Regions from separate parts of the Zea mays genome. Here region 1 is linked to region 2. A link is a contact called in public Hi-C data. All regions are on one chromosome and are shown on one strand. The core of a region is the stretch at or near the end of the contact, and the rest is flanking DNA. Distances in the headings are between cores, read along the strand shown.

Region 1 (3,650 bases), core at 383-2,882, 340 kb after region 2:
TGCTCGCTCCTGAGTATCCGCTCATGGCCGAACTACTTGCCTTTGGGTTTGACCCATTCGCTCCAACACTACTTCATCCAGCACAACCACGTCATCAATGTCGACGTCTCATCCCCACCTACTTTGTTTATTCTGACAATCATGTGCTATGTTGACACCTTCTACCTCGTCGTTCTACGCACCACAATCATCGTCGAGACCTTCTCTGTTGGTCCCTCAGACGTTGATGCATGGTTGGGGCACTCTACCTTGTACATTCGGTATTGGCAACACCGGTGCGTGCTTTCGTCCCTGACGCGTTGCTAGGTCTGGCAAACCCAGCCCACACCTTAGTCTATGCGGCTTAACTGCATCGACTTCGGTATCGACCCTCCCGTTCCCGCCATGTATGCCTCAATTGCATCTCCGTCTTTCATCTACAATGGCCCTAATTGTGTCTACCTCAACATCACCCTCCCCCTCCACGACAACTGCCTTGATGTGTCTTCGTCATCACCATGGTGCCTCTTGTGTGCTTGCAGCTCCACCAACATAGCAACTTGTACATTGACCTCAGCTATCTTCAACACGGCTTCTTCGATTAAAGCAATGTGCCCTTAAGCTCGGCTACCTCGACATCGACACAAAGGGCTATCATCTACATGAGCTCATTATTGGTTTCTACTTCAGTCACACCATCTGCATTGCAATGTCGCTACGGCTCGGGGAGATGTTAGCCCTTGACTCCTCTTCAGTCTAACCGTCTACGATGTTCCCGCTACGACTGGGGGAGGATATTAGAGTATGTTTGTTAGTTTACATATTATGTATCATAGACTGTCATATGTATCTGTACCGTAGGTTGCCTTATCTCTCAAGTCATGTATTCTATATAAACATCCTAACTCAATCCAATACAATCATCCAATTACACGAATTCTATTCTCCTTCACACTTTATTGCACGAACACTTCTCACATGCTATATAAACACTACGCTGCAAGGTTCCTGAGTAGAAAAGCTCTCTAAGTTAGCCTGTCCTACTACGAAAAAGAGACACAACCTGAAAAAAAAAAGAAACAGGCTCACCGTAGCCTCGTTGTGGCAGTGGCGGCAGGGGAACACCTGGTTGCAGCACGGTGCCACGATCTTGCACCTCCGCCGGTAATGCTCGCACCTGCGGCAACGAGCAAATTTCTGACGTGAGCAGATTAAGCATAGCGGAACTAGGCCATCTTGGATCGGGAAACCGGAGGAGGAGAACGAAATCGAGCAAAATCGACAGCCAACAATGGGAACGGATGAACCAGTCACATAGCGCAGATCGATTCGGCACCGGGAAGAAGGAATCGAGATTCCGTCCGAAGAAAAGGAGCACAAAGGGGGAGGCACAGGAGAAGAACGTAATCAAGGATTCAAGGCGCGCCTCGCTCACCCGTGCTTCATCTTGCCCACGTCACGGCGGTCCACCTCTCCGTCGCGGGCCGCGTCTACTTCCGCGACGTCGTTGTCGCCGGGGAATTGCGCTCCCCCCATCCCCGGCGGCGGCGGCGACGGCGGAGAGGAGGGTGGCAGAGATGTAAATAACGAGGGCGATAAGGGGCGTCCAGATATAAAATGTTATTGGTCCATCCCGGAAGAGTAGCGACGTCATGGGACATGGAGGCGTGGAGGCCCACCGCTTTGATTGCTAACTGTGCCCTTCTTCCAATGCCATTGCAGCAGAGAAATTAGTTTCCTCAAGAAATGCATTACATAAAAAATTATACTGTCTCTGTACTAAAATAGTACTGGTCGTTTTAGCTTTTGCTTTTTATGTGTACATTTAAATAAATAAAGATAAAACTAGATACATATATAAAACATATATATCAAATATTGTATGAACATTTTAACATATACATCAATAAAGTTTGAAATATGGATAAAATAGAGTAGCTGTTGGAGAATCCTTAGATCTGTTGCACATTTTACTTATAATACTTTTTATTTATCAAATCTTTAACAAAGAAGGGAAGGAGATAATAGGATAAGTAGATGAGATGCACAACGGCATGGGTCGCACGCACATCACCGGCCTAGCCGTCATCGTCACATCTTTTAGCTTTTTCCTCTAGCTGCGGCCTAGCCGTCATCGTCACATCTCTTTCAAGCTTTTTCTCAAGCTGTTGTTCTTTGTACTCCATTTGATACTTTGCTTGCACTCTCTTTTCTACTCAATTTTATTTTAATCTAGATTGGATAGAATTAGATAGAGAAAAAATATTGTTAGTTCTGCCAATGATGTCTCCATGGATGAATTTATAAATATCAGCTCTTCGATTTTTAAAAAGTGTGTACAATCACATTATTAGCTATTCAGGTTGGACATGATCATATTTTTGACTATTCAGGTTGGACACACTCAATCTACAACATACGGGTATCGACTAAGACATCTATAATGAATGTCTTAAGTTATATTTTCGCTGTGTTTAAGAGGCTAAATATAAAAAAAATTAAGACACGTCTCTTGGCTCTATGCTTAAGGTACAAAACGTAGTTGATTGGTGCATTGATTTTAAGACACGGGTTTTAGACGCATCCATTGTATCACATTTCGTGTGTTTGGTTCCTATAGAAGTCGAGCCAGATCGGAATGAGCCTATCTGATATCGTTAGAACTTGGATGAATTCATGTAAGCGTTTTTGTTTGGTTGCTTGTACAGACTTGTTCTGTCTAGACACAGATTTTGTTTGTTTGGTTGTACTAAAACATGTATTAGAGAAGGGTGCATAACAAATCTTCAAATATTATATAGCATTAGTGGTATAGTTTTGTTTATAAAAATCTCAATAACACAATAATGAAAATCGGTTTGATGATTAAATATTTAATTAGAAGATATAATAAAAAAACTACCTAATAAAGCATCTTGTTTTACGTGCATGTGCTTCTGTCATCATGCGCCGCGCCTGCACGCACGGGGACGCGCGGCCAAAGAATCTTACGAGAGCCTGGCTGAGACTGTCTGCAACGTCAGCCTCTAGCCCTCCCCTCCCCCATTATTGTTCATCTGCTAGGGGCTACAGTCGCCCCCTTCCTCCCGCAACGCATTTCCCTACGCGATCCTCTACGCCACGTTCCCCTTCTCTCTCACGCCAGATGAGGCGGTTCCCTATTCATCCCCCCTCCGTCGCTTCTCGCGGATGCCAACGCCCACGCCCTAGGGAAAAAATTTCCTGGTCGGCTCTGCTGCGGTTGGACGCATCCATGGAGGTCGGGCGAGCGCGGGCGACACAGCGTCGGATCTACCGGAAGAAGGTCGACTCGGATCTGGTGGAGCTCATCAGCGAGTAGGTGCAAGTGCACGACGACGAGCCGGTGACGAAGCAATCATGTGTACGGAGGCGGAGCATTGAAAGGGAATTAGGCTTACACCTAGTTTCTAAATAATTTTGGTGGTTGAATTGCCCAACACAAATAATTGGACTAACTAGTTTGCTCTAGTATATAAGTTATACAGGTGTAAAAGGTTCACACTTAGCCAATAAAAAGATCAAGTTATGGATTCAACAAAGGAGCAAAAAGGCAACCGAAGGCACCTCTGGTCTGGGGGCACCGGACTGTCCGGTGTACACCGGACAGTGTCCGGTGCACCAGAGGACTCCAACTCAAACTTGCCACCTTC
Region 2 (3,427 bases), core at 670-3,169:
CCATCTTGCTACTTACAATGGCTGCTGCATGCTGTTTGACCAAGGTTGAATATGTGTTAAGTAAATACCTATTTTTTTCAAGATATGCAAACTTAGTTCTAGTTATTATATTTTCAGTGGCTTACATAGAAACGAGGAATAGGTTTGTCTCCCTCTGTGGACAGCACAGTCCAATTTTCTGAAATATCGAAAGTGCGTCCTTGGGGATCAAACGTATCGGACGAGCAACGGTAGGAAAGATCATCTGCGTGGCCACTTACTGACGTCATAGTCGCGTCATTCCCCTGAAAAGAACAAAAAAAGTCAGGAGCTAAAGCATCCAGTTGTGGCCAAAATACAACAAGGTCAATATAGATGCAATTTCTTCAGTCACAGGCAGGCTCACATTGGGCAGACTGAGGTGTTTACTGGGACCAACAGAACTCCTGGAGCTGTTCAAAGGATCACTTGGGTCACCCTTCGACCTGAAAAAGAAAAGCAAAAAAAAAAACTCAAGACAATGGATAAAGCAGTCAAAGCAAATGTGGAAATAGGATTAGCATAAAATTGAATGCAATGCCGACCGAGCTTCATGAAGCCGTATGACTTCATCAATTTACAATGTATCCCATCAGTTTTATGAACAGTGCTACTGTGTCCATAGATGTTTGGTAGTCAGTAAAAGGAAAAAAAATCTCTGAAGAAAATCTCCAAGTCTGATATGTACTGGAAGAAAAGTGCTAATTTAACTGCCAAAACTCAAAAGATGCACAACTACACAAGAGATCAAATTTCACGCTAGCAAGCTCCCCTTGTCATCATCACACAGCAGGCACCGATCTTCTTCTTTTTTTAAAAAAGAGTGGGGAAAAACATCACATGATGAAATCAAGGAACTGTGCATAACATTCACCTTCCAAGTTTCACCCGGCGCCGCGAGAAACCAAACATATTCAGGACTGCGCGGTCTCTCCAGCTGCGTTCAGCTCAGAAATTTGAAGCGAACCGCTGGGCAGGACATGAGCCTATGCCACCTGCAAACAAGTCAAGTCAATGCAATAATCAGTTGGGAAGAAGGTACAGAGGGGTTGGTGGAGAGATGGAATCGTGGCGGAAAATAGGGGACTGATGAGAGAGACCAAGAAGCGCAGACAAATGCAGGGATAGGATTTTCGCCCCCCAAAACGCCACCGCCATCTAGTGGTTGGTTTGGGATTTGGAGGAAGAACAAGAAACCACAAAAGCGGAGGAAAAGCTCAATCATGAGGGCATGTGCTATAATCATCGAGGGGGGGAAATGAAGATCTTGTTTGTGAGGTTAGCGACGCATTCGCGTTGTTTTTGGATTCCAAGAAGCAGCATTCCCAACAAGACAAAATCCCAGGCGTGCAGTAGAAAGAATTCAGAGAAAATGGTGACTCTTTCCCCCCACATTATGTTAGAATAAAACGGTTCCCTAGAAATTCGTTTCCGGGACCATACGGATCGCAGAACCGGCAACCATCAGAAACGCCGAGAGAAACTAGAAAAGAAATCAGGAACGATCCTGCGAGAAAGAAGAGCACTACCTCTTGCAGTCTTGGGCTGGGTTTGCGGTACGGTGCAGGAGCACAGCACTGGGGCAGATGAGCCGCAGCCAGAATCAGCAGCGAAAACGATGGTCGCCACCCTCTTTTTCACCTAATCAGGATTCAGCGCTGCCCCGCGACTGCTCTTGGCTGGCAACGGCGGCGTGGGCCGAGGTGTGTGTGAGAGAAGCACCTGCTCTCCAGCTGTGTGATGTGTCTGTGTGCGTGGGAGGGAGAGAGACAGGACAAAGGGGGAGGGTGGATGGATGCAGAAAGAAGGGTCGCGGAAAGGGTAGTGTGTGTGATCTGCAACTGCAACAGCGGCGGCGGCGGCAGCAGGCTGCCTTTTCGTCCTCTTCGGCTTCGGCCCGGGGATGAGGATGATTCAGCAAGCTTGTCAACCGTAGCTTCTCTCTCCTGCTGTTTACTGATTTACTCCAGTCGTCATCCCATGTGGAATCAATGCATTTGCAACGTTTATCGTTTGTTGATTGCAGTCAATGCCACCAATAAATTATTCTTATAAATATAAATAACATATAAATAGTGACTATGACGAAAAAAGAGTTTGCTTTCAGTCCATTGCAATTTGATCTCCATTTCGGATGCCCTTAACAAGTTCATTCAAAATTGTATTATTTCCCGTGAAATTTCAGCAAACTCCCTGCATTTCCTTATGTATATGTAAGTATATATTGTGGTCCATGTTATTTTGCCTTGTCATCTTCTTGACACTTAGGCATAGGTCCAGGACCTCATACTAATAAGTACAGTTAACGGTCCATTTCTCAGTCATTATAAGCACATTCTGCACAAGATAATCTTGTTTATCTGAAACTTTTTGGGTTCCCCCTGTCAGCGACCGGCCAGCAGCCGCAATCAATCCTCAATACGTACGCTTCTGACGGAAACAATTATACTAATTGTGACTGCCTTTAAGAAATTACTGAATCACCGCTTAGAATATGATTGAATCTTTTTCTCTAAACTTTCGTGCTCACATTTGGGCTTTAAATCTCTAATATGAAATAGGCTAAAGTTTAGAGCTAACTTTAGACCACTTGTTTGGAGTTTTAGCTCTAAAATTTAGATGCGAAATTCAAAGAGACTTATTACTACAATTGTAAAAAATAAATATAATTCTAGATTTGGATTGAATAGACTTATTAATGTTTGAATAAATTTACAAAGAAAATGTTTTTAACATTTATGACTAGCAAATACATATATTATTAAATTCTCTAAATTTTATGATTAATTTAATGATACTTATTATATATGGTATTTACAAATTTGGTCGAAATATAAGATAGTTTGACTATTAAAAAATAAAAATGGTGTTTTCCTTGGACACACAGGAGTGGTATTTATGAAAATGACATCAAGGTCCTCCACTATCGTGTTCTTTCTTTTAAGACGACTGTTATTAATGCTAATTGTTTGGTGAACAAATCATATCTTAATTACTCATCACCTTCAAAGACGTAGGAGTTGAAGAAGTAATGCCCCGTTTGGGAGAGCTCCACTTCCTGATTCTTTAATTTTGCTCCTTAATTCTCCGATGGAGTGATTCCAGTGGATTTCTAGGAGGGAGCATGGTTGGGAGTTGATGAGAATTAATTCTATTCCGATCCCCATCATAATATAACACAGAGCAGGGTGAAGCATGTACCGCCTCTGGTGGCCAGAAGAAAGGGCCGAAGTTGGCCGCCCGATCCCCATCGTTCACCCCGAATCCAATGGTCCGATTTTAATTAACCCGAGCCTAATCCTAATTGTCCGCCCGAGATCTGACGGCCCAGCCAACGTGCCCGCACCCACGTCCCTGGCCCTGGGCTCGGCCTATCAGCCGTCCGAGCCCCGCACCTCGGCCAATGCGA

What was found. Hi-C and Micro-C count contacts between places; a contact is called where the count stands out from the background.
Region 1: a contact with region 2 is called in a Hi-C map of bundle sheath, with 2.2 times the contacts expected there. The contact joins the promoter of LOC100282790 here to the promoter of LOC100279856 in region 2. A contact is called at or near these places in 5 of 25 Hi-C or Micro-C datasets (bundle sheath, ear, endosperm and 2 more).

What each region holds. Positions count from the first base shown.
Region 1 is chr10:25,653,379-25,657,028 of Zm-B73-REFERENCE-NAM-5.0, forward strand. It overlaps LOC100282790 (RING finger and CHY zinc finger domain-containing protein 1), which reads right to left and starts at 1,633. Exons shown (of 12, transcript NM_001155696.2): 1 at 1,415-1,633; 2 at 1,069-1,156. The coding sequence starts at 1,515.
Region 2 is chr10:25,311,110-25,314,536 of Zm-B73-REFERENCE-NAM-5.0, forward strand. It overlaps LOC100279856, which reads right to left and starts at 1,920. Exons shown (of 17, transcript NM_001152809.1): 1 at 1,548-1,920; 2 at 893-1,013; 3 at 386-464; 4 at 126-284; 5 at 1-31. The coding sequence starts at 930.